2 separate regions of the Mus musculus genome follow, and region 1 is linked to region 2. A link is a contact called in public HiChIP or PLAC-seq data. All regions are on one chromosome and are shown on one strand. Each heading gives the region's core, a stretch centred on a gene start, on an enhancer-like site or on the middle of the called end of the contact. The rest is flanking DNA. Distances are from core to core; before and after follow the strand shown.

What was found. HiChIP or PLAC-seq counts read pairs in DNA pulled down with a chosen protein or histone mark.
Region 1: a contact with region 2 is called in a FOXA1 HiChIP or PLAC-seq map of pancreatic cancer cells. The contact joins the promoter of E4f1 here to the promoter of 9530082P21Rik in region 2. A contact is called at or near these places in 1 of 39 promoter capture datasets (cranial neural crest) and 1 of 115 datasets of contacts at active chromatin or transcription factors (pancreatic cancer cells).

Annotation. Positions count from the first base shown.
Region 1 is chr17:24,452,438-24,459,205 of GRCm38.p6, reverse strand. It overlaps E4f1 (E4F transcription factor 1), which reads left to right and starts at 3,814. Exons shown (of 14, transcript NM_001301784.1): 1 at 3,814-4,071. The coding sequence starts at 3,918.
Region 2 is chr17:23,744,259-23,751,168 of GRCm38.p6, reverse strand. It overlaps 9530082P21Rik (RIKEN cDNA 9530082P21 gene), which reads right to left and starts at 1,933. Exons shown (of 3, transcript NR_015472.2): 1 at 1,459-1,933; 2 at 1,070-1,368. It overlaps Kremen2 (kringle containing transmembrane protein 2), which reads left to right and starts at 5,340. Exons shown (of 10, transcript NM_028416.2): 1 at 5,340-5,430; 2 at 6,066-6,234; 3 at 6,452-6,626. The coding sequence starts at 6,144.

The DNA of each region.
Region 1 (6,768 bases), core at 2,565-5,064, 710 kb before region 2:
AGAAGAGGGCATCTGATCCCATGGAAATGGAGTTACAGAAGGTTGTTAATGGTTATATGGCTTTTGGGGTTCAAATCACTGTCTGGGAGAATAAATAGTGTTCTTAACCACTGGGCCATCTCTCCAGCCCTTTACCACTCTCTCTTTGAAAATAAAAGGGTTTGCGCTCTTACCCTATTACACTCTTGCCTCTCTCTTGCCTCTTGCCCCCTTACTCCCAATTCCCTTCCCTCCTCTCTCCACGTGGCCATGGCCGGCCCCCATTTCCGTACTCTCTCCTTCTCCCTGCCTTTTTCTGCCTCTGCTACCCTCTTAACTCCCCTCCCCATGCTCTGAATAAACTCTATTCTATACTAAAAAAATAAAATAAGGGCTGGCAAGATGGCTCAGTGGGTAAGAGCACTGACTGCTCTTCCGGTCCTGAGTTCAAATCCCAGCAACCACATGGTGGCTCACAACCATCTGTAATGAGATCTGACGCCCTCTTCTGATGCGTCTGAAGCTACAGTGTACTTACATATAACAATAAATAAATCTAAAAAAAATAAAAGGGTTTATTATATATGTATATGAGTGCTCTATTTGCATGTATGCCTGCATGACAGAAGAGGACATCAGATCCCATTATAGATGGTTGTGAGCCACCATGTGGTTGCTGGGAATTGAACTCAGGACCTCTGGAAGAGCAGACAGTGTTCTTAACCACTGAGCCATCTCTCTACCTCCCATTTAACTCTATTAAAATTTGTATGTATTTCCTAGTGTGTCAGGTGGATATGCATGCATTTGTTGCCTCAGTGTGGCTCGGATCGAACCTCTATCCTTCAGGAATTTTTATAGCTTTTATTAGTATCATATGCTTCTGAAATCTTAAAGTTACTTTGTTTATTTTATTTGTGTGTTTGTATGTGTGTGGTTTGTGCCATGGCATGTATGTGTGGGTCAGAGTACAATTTGTGCAAGTTGGTTGTCTCCTTCCATCATGTGCGTCTTAGGGGTTGAATACAGACCATCAAGCCTAGGAAGGAACCGTTTTTACCTGGTGAGCCATCTACTCACTAGTATCATAAAACAAAACCTTGTATTTTAATGTGTGTGTGTACACGAATGCGTGCACTTTTGTATATGCAAGTGAGTGTTGCATATGTTTTGTTTTGTTTTTTGGTTTTTGGAGACAGTGTTTCCCTGTATAGCCCTGGATGTCCTGGAACTCACTCTGTAGACAAGGCTGGCCTCGAACTCAGAAATCCGCCTGCCTCTACCTCCCAAGTGCTGGGACTAAAGGCGTGCACCACCACTGCCCGGCAAGTGTTGCATATGTGTATGGGTGCTTGTTTGCCACAGGGTGCATGTGAAGTTTAGAGGCCATCTTCCTCTTTGTGGGTTCTGGGGATCAAACTCAGGTTGCTTGGCTTGGTGACAGTTGGCAGCCATCTCATGGGATGATCGCTACCTTAAGAGAATTAACCCAGCAATAGTTTCAAGAAGCTACTTAAAAATAAAAATAAAGGCTGGAGAGATGGCTCAGCGGTTAAGAGCACTGACTGCTCTTCCAGAGGTGCTGAGTTCACTTCCCAGAATGTCTGAGTGTATGTGCCAACAGACGTCAGAAGAGAGCATCAGATACCCTGAAATTGAAGTTACAGGCAATTGTCAACCACTATATGGGAGCTAGGAACCAAACTCTGGTCTTTTGCAAGAGCATTAAGTGCTCTTGACCCATGAGCCACCCTTTCGGCCCATGACTGAGTTTATAAAAAATCCCTTCCAGGGCCTGCTGGAAAGATGGCTAGGCGGGTAAGAGCACTGACTGCTCTTCTGAAGGTCCTGAGTTCAAATTCTAGCAACCACATGGTGACTCACAACCACCTCTAATGAGATCTGATGCCCTCTTCTGGTGTGTCTGAAGTCAGCTACAGTGTACTTACATATAATAAATAAATAAATAAATAAATAAATAAATAAATAAATAAATAAATAAATCAATCAATCTTTGGGCCAGAGCAAGTGGGGCCAGAGTGAGAAGGAAAATAAAGAAATAAAAATAAATAAAAGGGACTTGGAAACAATACAAAAATATAAAAGCAAATTATACAAGAATGTTCAGAGCAACACTTTATATTAGCCAAAATGATAGATACAAGTTGACTGTAAATGAAATATAAATGCATTGTTTATACGATGCATTTCAATATTATTCAATAACTCACTTTCTGTTTCTCTCTCTTCTCCCCCTTCTCTTATGTCTTAGGCTGGCTTTGAACTCCCTATTTAGCTAAGGATCATCCCCCAAATGTTGGGATTAACCTGAGATACTCTGTTCATTTTTTATTTTATTTTATTCATTTTGTGCTTGATAGGTGAGCTGGCTACCAAAATGAGCTACAGTCAGTACAGGTTTTGATGATGAAAATGTTCTAGAACTAAGTCAGGCATATTCCCAGCACCAAGTTACCGGGGCCACCGAGTTACTGGCCACAGGGAGCTACAAAGCCAGACCCTGTCTCAAATCGACCAATGAACCAATCAGTTAACCAATTTTGGTGATAAGCGCTCAACTCAGTCGGTGTACTAAATGTCACAAATGGTCACTTTTATGTATACTTTTCAATACTTTTCATATACCGAATAAAAGTCTTGGGGCTGGCTCGCTGGCTCAGTGGGTAAGAGCACTGACTGTTCTGAAGGTCCTGAGTTCAAATCCCAGCAACCACATGGTGGCTCACAACCACCTGTAATGAGATCTGACGCCCTCTTTTGTTGTGTCTGAAGACAGCTACAGTGTACTTATAATAAATAATCTTTGGGCCAGAGTGAGTACAGACTGAATGAGCGAGGTTGACTAGAGCAAGCAGAGGTCCTAAATTCAATATCCAACAACCACATGAAGGCTCACAACCATCTGTACAGCTACAGTGTACTCCTATACATAAAATAAATCTTTACAAAAAAAGTCTTTGGAAAGGAGCACTCGAACTATCTCCAAATGGAGTTCTTTCTCATGCCCAGGAAATTCTGACATTGCAACCCAGGTCTGAGTCCAGGATTCTATATTGGGTAGCAACCCTAAAGAGTTCAGATTCTCTGGGCGGCTAAGAACACATTGGCTGTGTATCTAGGTTCATTTCCCAACACCTACATGTAACTTCATCTGTAATTCCAGTTCCAGGTCAGACACCCTCTTCTGGGCCCCACGGGCGCTAGGCATGCACGTGGTGCACAGACATGTATGCAGACAAACCATACTACATTAAAAAAACAAAACAAAAAAGTGAGAGAAGGGGTTGGAGAGATGGCTCAGCGGTTAAGAACACTGACTGCTCTTTTGAAGGTCCTGAGTTCAAATTCCAGCAACCACATGGTGGCTCACAACCACCTGTAAAGAGATCTGACGCCCTCTTCTGATGCGTCTGAAGATAGCTACAGTGTACTTAATGAATAAATCTTTAGGCCTGAGCGAGCAGGGACTGAGCAAGTGGAGTTGACCTGAGCAAGTGGGGCAACCAGAGCAACCGGAGCAAGCAGAGGTCCTAAAAATTCAATTCCCAACAACCATATGAAGGCTCACAACCAGCTGTACATGTACTCATATACATAAAGTAAATAAATCTTTTTTTAAAAAAGTGAGAGAAAGGGAGAGTTCTTACTCCACGGATAGTTCACTTTGGACCAAGTCCTGCCAATTTAACACAAGCCACGCCCACTTCCGCCCTGATGTCTGGCGCTGATGGCTCTCAAAGAGCCAAGCTCCACCTCTACTGACGCGCTAGACCGCAACCCATAGCCCCGCCTTTTTGCCTGTCCGTCAAATTCGTTTTTGTCCCGCCCCCTGCCTGTCGGACACGCAGCCCTCGGTGCGGCCCGTTGTTATGACGACATGGTCGTAAATCCGCCATCTTCCTGTGGCGCGTTGCGACATGGAGGGCGCGATGGCAGTGCGGGTGACGGCCGCTCATACGGCAGAAGCCCGGGCCGAAGCCGGGCGTGAAGCGGGCGAGGGCGGGGTTGCGGCGGCGGCGGCCTTGTCCTCCGGCGGCTTCCTTGGGCTCCCAGCGCCCTTCAGCGAGGAAGGTAACGAGCCTACCGAAGCCTGGTGCGGCCGGGGTGCGGGCGGCTCTGTCCGGGCTGCGGTGTACGGTCTCGCCCGGATCCTGGCTACTCGAGTGTCTGTAAACCTTCACAACTCTCACAGGTTTCCCTTCGGACTGCCTCTAACCCGTTGGGCCAGATGCAGAGGCTCACAGGGAGCCCATTTCTCCAGCCCCTTGGGGTCGATCTGGCCAAACAAACATCGCTCGCTCCTCTTCAGCGCCCATCAGCCCTAGCTTCTGCTTCTCCTCTGCCACTCGGGCCTTAGTTCGGGCGGAGCTGGAGACTGGAGGCGGGGCCGCTCTGTCAGACAGGGATTAGGGACCTGACCTGGGGAGGCGGCACCGCCCCACTGAGGACCTGGGCCTTCCCTACGGGGTGGAGCAACGCTTCCAAGAATGTGCGGAACACCCCCCGCTCAATCCGACTTGTACCATTACTTAAACCAAGCTCGAAAGGCGAACTATCATTACTACTATTCACTTCAGAGATGGAGATAATTGAGGTTCAAGGTCGTCCATCTGGTTCCTGTCAAGGATCAGATTGGAGCCGGGGCTGTAACTCCTCTCTTAAACCCTTTAATTTTTCCTAGGAGTATGGCAAAGAGTTAAAATCGTGTCTGTATGCCGAGGGCTGTGTTGGCACCAAGGATTACGTCTCTAGGTGCTGATATTTTTTAGAGGTGGTTTGGGTATCTCCTGTGCATTAGTTCCACGGAGCTGTAGATTTGATCAGACAGGAAGTGGTTTGACAAGTATTACTGGTATATTGCTGCTCTTTGTCATGAAAGAACTCAGTCCCACTGTAATTTTTTTTTCCCTTATTTCAGCTTGGAGAGAGTCAGTTACCGTCTCAGGGAACTCTTTGGAGTTTCTAGGTTTTTTGTTTGTTTGTTTGTTTGTTTGTTTGTTTGAGACAGTGTTTGTATAGTTCTGGCTGTCCTGGAACTCACTCTGTAGACCAGGTTGGCCTCGAACTCAAAAATCTGCTTGCCTCTGCTTCCCAAGTGCTGGGATTAAAGGCATGAGCCACCACTATCCAGCTGAGTTCCTGGTTTTTGTTTTTGTTTTTTAAAGACAGGGTCTCACTATGTAGATTTGGCTGGCCTTGAACTCACAGAGATGGTCCTGACTCAGTCTCCCCATTGCTGGGATAAAGGCATATGCTTGTAGGTTCTTGGGTCTACTTATGACATTGGTTCTCAGACTTCCTAATACTTCCATCCTTTAATACAGTTCCTTATATTCTGGAACTCCCAACCGGAAAGTTGTTTTGTTGCTACTTCATAACCGCAAGTTTGCTACTGTGCTGATTTGTAATGTAGATATTTGGTAGCAACCCCAAGGGGTCGGGACCCACCTGTTGAGAACCTCTGGTTTATGGTCTTAGTGTGAAATGGGATAGGTGTGTCCTTTTCTGGGTCAGGGACTCTTTGAGTATCAACATTTTGGTGCTGAGTCAGACTCTAAATGAGTGGGGTGGGAGGGGTAAGGCTCTTCGGTGTTTAGTTTGTGTGAGCAGAGTGGAGGGCACCACCCTCTTTCAGGTGGCCTATGGGCCAGTCATAGCTTGGGTTTGACCTTTTATTTGATCATTAATTTGTCATTGACTCCTCCTTGTCCCAGGCTGGGTTTGACTTTGATGTGGGACTGACTATAAGACAGTGGAAACAAGACAGACTGTTTTGGAAGCTTGAGTCTGGCTGGCTCAGCTCAGTGACCTTGAACCCTAGTAATCTCTCTAGGATAAACTAAGTCATCTCTTTCCCCAGGATGCTGGCATGATTTGGTTAAATTCTTAAGTGCTAAGTTGGAAGGATGGCTCAGTAGCTAAGAGTACTTGTTGCAGCTGAGCTATGGTGGTGCATGCCTTTAATCCCAGCACTTGGGAGGCAGAGGCAGGTGGATTTCTGAGTTTGTGGCCAGTCTGGTCTATAGAGTGAGTTCCAGGACAGCCAGGGCTACACAGAGAAACCCTGTCTCAAAAAGAAAAAAAAGTACTTGTTGCTCTTGCAGAGGACCTGGGTTCAATTCTTAGCACTTATACAGTAGTTAACAAATGTAAATGTTTGTAACTCCAATTCCAGGTGATCTGATACCTTCTTTTGTTCTTTGTGGGCACCAGCCACACATATAGTGTACCGACATACATGCAGGCAAAACACCAACACATGAAGTAAAAATAGATAACTCTTAAAGCAAAAGGGGGAGAGGGCAGGAGTGGTGGTGCACACCAGCACTGAGGAGGCAGAGGCAGAGGCAGGCACATCTGAGTTCAAGCCATCCTGGTTCTAAGTAGTGAATTTCAGGACAGCTGTGGCCATGTAGAGCTATGTGTATGAGTTATGTGGGTGCTGGGGATTGAACCTGGGTCCTCAGGAAGCGCAGCCAGTTCTCTTAACCACTAAGCCACTAAGCCAGCTCCCAAAAACAATTATTTTTGTTTTGTTTTTCGAGACATGGTTTCTCTGTATAGCCCTGGCAGTCCTGGAACTCACTCTGTAGACCAGGCTGGCCTTGAACTCAGAAATCTGCCTGCCTCTGCCTCCCAAGTGCTGGCATTAAAGGCATGCGCCACCACTGCCCGGCTACACAAATAATTCTTATGTAGTTATTATCTATTAGGGGCTAGTGAGGAGCAGTGTCTCGACCTGTTGGTGAGGGCCCCAGATGCAGTGTA
Region 2 (6,910 bases), core at 684-3,183:
GTACTCAGGGAATCAAGGTATGAGGATCTCAGATGAGGCCCGATGGGGCTACCTAACAATTTGCACGCCTGCCTGAGCTACATAGCAGACCCCACTGAGAGTTAAGGCCAGGCAGTGCTTTGTTATCCAGGCTGACCTTGAGTCCTAGACCCAAGTCATTCTGCTGCCTCAACCTGCCACATTTAGCTTAGACCACAGGCATGCACCAGTGTTCCTGTCCCCATCTCTTACTTAACTCAGAGACAGTTTAATTAATTAGAGACTATAATTAATCTGCATCAATCCCTCCACCATCTCCACACAGTGTGACATAGTCAGAGAAGAGTGTTGGTGCATGCAGGGTTACGTCTACACTCCAGAGAACTGGCTGGTGAGCCTGTGCATCAGCAGGGGCAGGAATCACTTTCAGATTCGACTTGCCATGGCCTAACTAACCTGCCATTACTAATTCACCCTCCCTGACCCAGGGAAGCTCAGCAAAAAAATAATGAGGTGATCCTGGGTGATCTCAGGAGTCCAGGTCACAGTGGACACAGGGGGCCTGCAGCAGTGTCCTGACCCAGAAAGTTCCACAGGCTTACTGCTCACCAGCCAGGGACCCCTGATGTGCTTCAGTAGGCCCTGCCTTCTCTGGTGCCTGGGCTCAGCCAAGAGAACTCAGGGACTACAAAGGGTGAGATTGCAGTGGCCCTTGCCATGGTCCCAGGAAGGAGCCAGCTGGGACATGAGACCCCAAAGCTCTGCCTGGGCAATGACAGAGATTTGGGGAGTGGAGGTCAGACATAGCTTCCTCTGCCTGCTGAGACATTCATTGGCCACTCGCGAGGGCCTTGTGCTTTTGCTTCTAGTCCATGGCTCCCCTTTGGGTCACAGTGTCACCCCTACCGCACCCCCAGAGGAACAGGCTACTGCTAAGATGGAGTAACCAGGGCCTTGACTTCTTGAGGTGACTCTGGGGAGAGAAAGCCTTGATGCCACAACCCAGAGACAACAGACAGTTCTGCTAGTGTGTCCCCTCCCTCATGCCTGACACCCGAGGGATGAGGATCCAGCCCTCACCCCACATTACCCTCCTCCCATGGATTCAATCCTTCATCCACATTAACAGGTGCAGGGTGCTTGGCCAATACCACGACCTCCTCTGAAACACGGAGGTCTCTTCAGACCCAAAGCCGAGGGGCTGTCCTGGTACCAGTAGGGTCTTCAGAGGGACAGTAGGGAAGGCTGTAGAGGGCCATGAGGCTCTGAAGAGAGGGTCGCCAGCTGGCCCTGACCCGGGCTGTGGATGAAGACAAGCTGTAGCTCTCTCCAGTTTGAGGACACCTCCAGCCCTCATGGCAAGGGCTGCTGGCATCTGGACCTCCAGGCCTGGGCACAGAGAGAGTCATGAGAAAGAGAGGAGAAGGTTCTAAGGAGATGGCTGTGGGCAGAGGCATGGAGTCAGGAGAAGGAAGGTACCTCTTTGAGACAATGGTAAGCCAACGCCAGGAGGGCCAGGAGGGCCAGGACACCAGCAGCAACTGGGACCCCCACAGGCATTTGCAGCTCCCAGCTGGTGCCGTAATTTTCCTGCGGAAAGAGAAGACAGAGTCAGAGGTCTGGGGAAGCAGGACGAGAGAATGGGCAGGATACAGTTCCTACCTTTCTGCTCCAAACCAGCGGACTCTGAAACCAAGTCATGGTGGTTCCTCACCAACTACTGTTGGGTCTCCAGGATCTTCTTCCCAGAGGTCCCCACACCCCTGACACCCCCTCAAGTCAGTCAGTGTAGCAACCACCAGGCGAAGTCTGATTGCAAATGACTGGACAGGGCCTTTCTGTTTAGCCATCTCATCCTTCGAAAGTGAAACCTTTCCTTCCCAGGCCTCCTGTGAGGGAGGGGCAACGAAGAACCAGCATAACCCATAGCCCCAGGTCAGTAGCCGCCCTTCCTGAGAGGCCCCTCCAGAAGAATTTTATGGCTGGAGCAGACAAACTGACTCCACCTCTCAGAATTACCAACCTAGTCCAGAATGGCAAATTCCAATAAATCACCGAGAGTTCTCTGGAAACAGTTCTCTAGCACCCCCTAGAGGCTGGAGGCAGATGTAAATAGCAAAGGTAGCTACCCTCTGTGCCTCCCAGAGGCAAGACTTGCAAAACTGCTGGACACATATTTCCCCAACTGTGGCATCCCAGTAGGGAAACTGAGGCAGAGGAAGCTCAAGAAATTTAGATGAACAAAGTCATGGGTATCCATGGCTGAGTGTTCCCTAGCCCCGACAGGCTGTGAGCACTTATGACAAGCCAGCAGCAGCTTATGTTACAATGAAGGTGAGTGTGGGACTGGTGATATGGCTCAGCGGGTAAGAGCACTGACTGCCCTTCTGAAGTTCCTGATTTCAAATCCCAGCAACCACATGGTGGCTCACAACCACCCGACAAAGGGATCTGACGACAGCTACAGTGAGTGTACTTATGTATAATAATAAAAGTCTTTGGGCTGGAGCGAGCAGGAACTGAGTGATCAGAGTTGACTGGAGCAGACAGAGGTCCTAAAAATTCAATTCCCAACAACCATATGATGGCTCACAGTCATCTGTTCGGCTACAGTGTACCCATATACATAAAATAAATAAATCTTTTTAAAAAAAAAAAAGGTGAGCGTCGTACACTGAGGCAGCCGAGGCAGCCCTCTCACTTCTCACTGAAGTACACTGAGGCAGCCCTCTCTCTCACAGTTGGCCAGGTGGTGGTGCAGACAGAGGAAACGGACATGGTATAGCAGTAGGCTTTTGAGACCCAAAGCATCAAATGGCACCTACACAACGTCTTACTTATGACCTATGACCAAGGAAGGTGTGATTCAGAGAGGAAGGTGTAATTATCGGGAAGTGAGAAAGACAAGCAGACTCTGAGGTGGGGGAGGGGAAGTGTGAAAGCAGGCATGCATGCAGAACACCACGTGCCACCGCTGAGAGACCCGGATATCCAACTGAGAATTGTGGGGTTCCTTTTGCTGAGTCTGCATTGGCATCTACCCTCACTCTGATGGGCTCAAATGCACCCTGGGAAATGTCCTGGGGTAATGCCACCCAATGTCTCTCTCTACACACACACACACACACACACACCTTGAGCTGGACAAACCTGATATCATGTGCTTCCAAGGAAATACAAGCAAAGGCCACCCACCCTCATGTCCAAGTTTTCTGTTCTTGTCTCTCTGCTGTCGCCACATAACAAGTATGTGCAGGTAGTGACAGATCAGGAAGCTTCTTTGTTCACCAGGGTCAGGGTCTTAGGCACTGTGACCCTATACTAACTTTCAGTACTTTGGTTTCTCCAGCTGTGAAAAAGCTCTCCCAGGGAGCCTGCAGTGGGATCGCAGCTCTCAGTGGAGGTGTGGGGAAAGTAATGGGACTTATGGTCCTGGACAAAGAGAACTAGAAGGTGGGCATGGTGGCCAACACTTTTAATTCTGTCATGCAGGGGGCAGAGGCAGGGGAATACTGTGAGTTCCAGTCCAACATGGTCTATTATGGCAAGCTCTAGTCCAGCAGGGCTACAAGTAAGACCCTGTCTAAAAATATATAATTTTTTTTTCTAAAGAGAGAGCTGTTGGGTGTGGTGGCACACGCCTTTAATCCCAGCACTCGGGAGGCAGAGGCAGGTGGATTTCTGAGTTCAAAGCCAGCCTGGTCTACAAAGTGAGTTCCAGGACAGTCAGGGATACACAGAGAAACCCTGACTGGAAAAAAATAAAAAAATAAATAAAAACAAAAAGAAAGAAAGAAAGAAAGAAAGAACAAGAGAAAGAAAGAGAGAGAGAGAGAGAGAGAGAGAGAGAGCTACCTGGTGTCCCTCCCTAGCCACATGGTTCTGTGGAGTTAGAGAACCCCAAAGATGTGATAGGAACAACGGTGTCAGTGCCCAGCACCTAGAGCAGACTCTACTTGAAACCAGGCTCCAACACTGACTAGCTAGTGAGCCCATAGTTGCCAAAGGCCTCTGAGCCCCAGTTCATGGACCTGCAGAATGGGGAGGTGCAAATGTTCCCCTAGGGCCATGGGAATGCTGACAAGCTGCTGCCTGCACAGGGCTGAGTGTGGAATGCTGGGGAAGTGTGTGTGTTAGTGGTGCGGGGCATGTGGCCTGTCTTACTTTTCAAAGGTTCCTCAGCCACCCCAGACTGGAACTTGTGGCAGGAACACACTTCCTCTTTCCACTCAGTGTCCCCAGCCTGGTAACTGAATACCATCTCTCTCCCTTGTCCCTTTGCAGGAGACAGGACTGGGCAGATCCATCCTAAACTCTGGAGAGTTGTTTTAAGGCCCACTGTTCGTTGGCCAACTCTGCCATGCATGAGATCATGGACATTCACTTGTGTTCTTCGCTTCTTCCTCCACTGGACTGACCCTCACATAAAACGTGAGGGGAAAACTACAGAGCTTCAACATTCATTTTTGCCCTCCGGTGGAAAGGGAAGGACAGACAGGTCTTCTTGGAGTGTCCTTGTTAGATATCTGGAGGGCTCTGGTAGAGTCAGTACAAGAGGGGGACTCCCGGCTGGATCCTCATCTTGGCTGCTGAGCGAGCTGCCAGAGGAGGCGCCACTCACTAGCCTACAACCTAAAGCAAGTCCGTCTCCTTGGAATACCCCACCTCTATCGCACTCCCTCCACCCCCTCGCAACTTGTGGTAGCCCCAAGAACCTTCGCATGGGGCGCCAGCTACACAACTGTAGGGCTCCCACAGCTAATCTTTGATCTCTGCCACGTACACTTGGGCCTCTCAGAATGCTCCCTGTGAATCTTGTTTCTCCATCTGCTTCAGGACGTGTGTTAGGTGGCAAACGCTCTCAGGACGGTCAGAGCTGGGTCAAGTCAACCTGGGTCCAAGGTATACAGAGGTTAGTTAGTAAAGGGTGGGCAGGCTGGTCTGATGGGCAAGGGGTCTGGACAGGGTAGGGCTGCCTAGAGTCCCCCACCCCCCCATCTCCCTCCCCGGGTCCCCGCCCCCGCCCTCCCACGCACCTGCGCTGGCCTCCCCCCAAGCCCCGGGGCAGCACTGGGAGATCAGAGGACTCGGAGGAGTCGGGCTCAGGGGGAGGGGGCGGGGAATTTCCCCCCACGCTTGCCTGGGCCTGCTCCCCTCCCCCTCCCCTCCAGGTGGGGGGCACCGCTTGGGGAATTCCGCCAAGGCAAGGCTCCGGAGAGCCTGGGCTGGGGTCCTAGGGAGTGGAAGAAATGGAAACGGGAGAGGGGGCGGGCTGGAACCGGGGGCGCAGCTGCCTTCCTCCCCAGACACCAGCTGCCCCTGCCTGTCGTGGACTAAGCGTCCACGATTCCTGTCTGTCTCCCGCGATCAGGGTCAGGGAGTGGCGTTTTCTTATTCAAGCCAGCCGCGGCGGGACCTGGGGAGACAGAAGCGTGAGGATTCCGGGAAAATGTGCGTGTGAGCGTCTTACAATGAATGAATGGATTGAATGGGAGCGCGCGCGCACTTAAATCTGGGTGCCTGTGTCCTTTTGACTGGGTGCAGTCGTGGGAGGGAGCCCTGTAACTCTCCCGTTAGGGTCCTCTAGAGGTCTGTTAACCTGGTATGTGTCCCTCCATACTCTCCCAATAGAACCCACACCGACCATGGAAAAGAAAGAAGAAAGGGTGGGAGGCATGTGTTGGGACGGTGGGGGTCCCGGGGATCAGGCGTGGGAGGCGTCTGGACCTGCTGCCTGCGCTGCAGTCGCAGGCGGGGCTTCCAGCCTTCCCTAGGGGGTGTGGGACAAGAGGGGAGGGACTTGTAGGGACACAAGGGGGGCAGGAGGCAGTGCTTTAGAAACCTGGGTGAGGGAGTCTCAAGGTGCAAGGCACAGTTCGATGGGGTGAGTGTGGGGACCCAGGCAGGACCCAGAGCTAGAAAGCCGAGCCTGAAGTCACCTCCGGCCAGATACCTTCCCTAGAGACCCCTGAAGAGCGACAGCCGGGTAGAGATCCCGGGAAGGTATTTCCTGGTCTCAGACCGGCAGCGCCAACAAAAGTAAGATCAGGACTGACGATCAAAGGACAACGCCCCCTGCTCCTCAGGTCACCTGGGAGATCCTAGACCCCGTGGGTGTCCCAGGCCGTGTTCCGTCCAAGGCACCATCTCTTTGATTAGGGAAGATGGGGACACCACATCTGCAGGGCTTCCTCCTCCTCTTCCCATTGCTGCTGCGGCTGCACGGGGCCTCAGCAGGGAGCCTGCACAGTCCAGGTGAGTAAGGCAAGGTGGCCAGGCCAAAGTCACTGCTCTCTCCTGGGCCCCAGGGAAGGGGTCCCAAAGCTGGAGAGGCGGGACAGCAGGTGGGTGGAGCAGTTGAGCAACCCGAAGGCCCCCTCGGGGATGGGAACTGGGGAGTACTGGCTGGGACCAGGCTTGAGGAGGCCCAGTGGGTGTCCAGACTTCTCCAGATCCCGCGGTTGCCGGGCAGGCTTGTCCGAATGCTTCCAGGTGAACGGCGCTGACTACCGAGGCCACCAGAACTACACCGGCCCACGCGGAGCTGGACGCCCTTGTCTTTTCTGGGACCAGACACAGCAGCACAGCTACAGCAGCGCCAGCGACCCTCAGGGCCGCTGGGGGTTGGGTGCGCATAACTTCTGTAGGTGAGGAGGGGGGTTCTGGGGTGGGTGGGTGGGTGGGAGGGTGCGCTTCAGCAAGGCTGGACCAGTGGTGGCAGGAGGAGGGACAGAGAGGCGTCTGCTCTGGCCTGGTACAGTACCCTCAGAAAGATTTAAGGTGGGCCCTATCTCAAACGAGGTTCGCAAGGTTTGCAAAAACCCGGCTTTTAAAGATATGTGACCGTTTTTTCTGCAAAGCCAGTCAGAGCCAGCACAAAGGCTTACACCCTCAAGAGGCCCTGGGATGCCTTGTCTGGTTGGATCCGCCC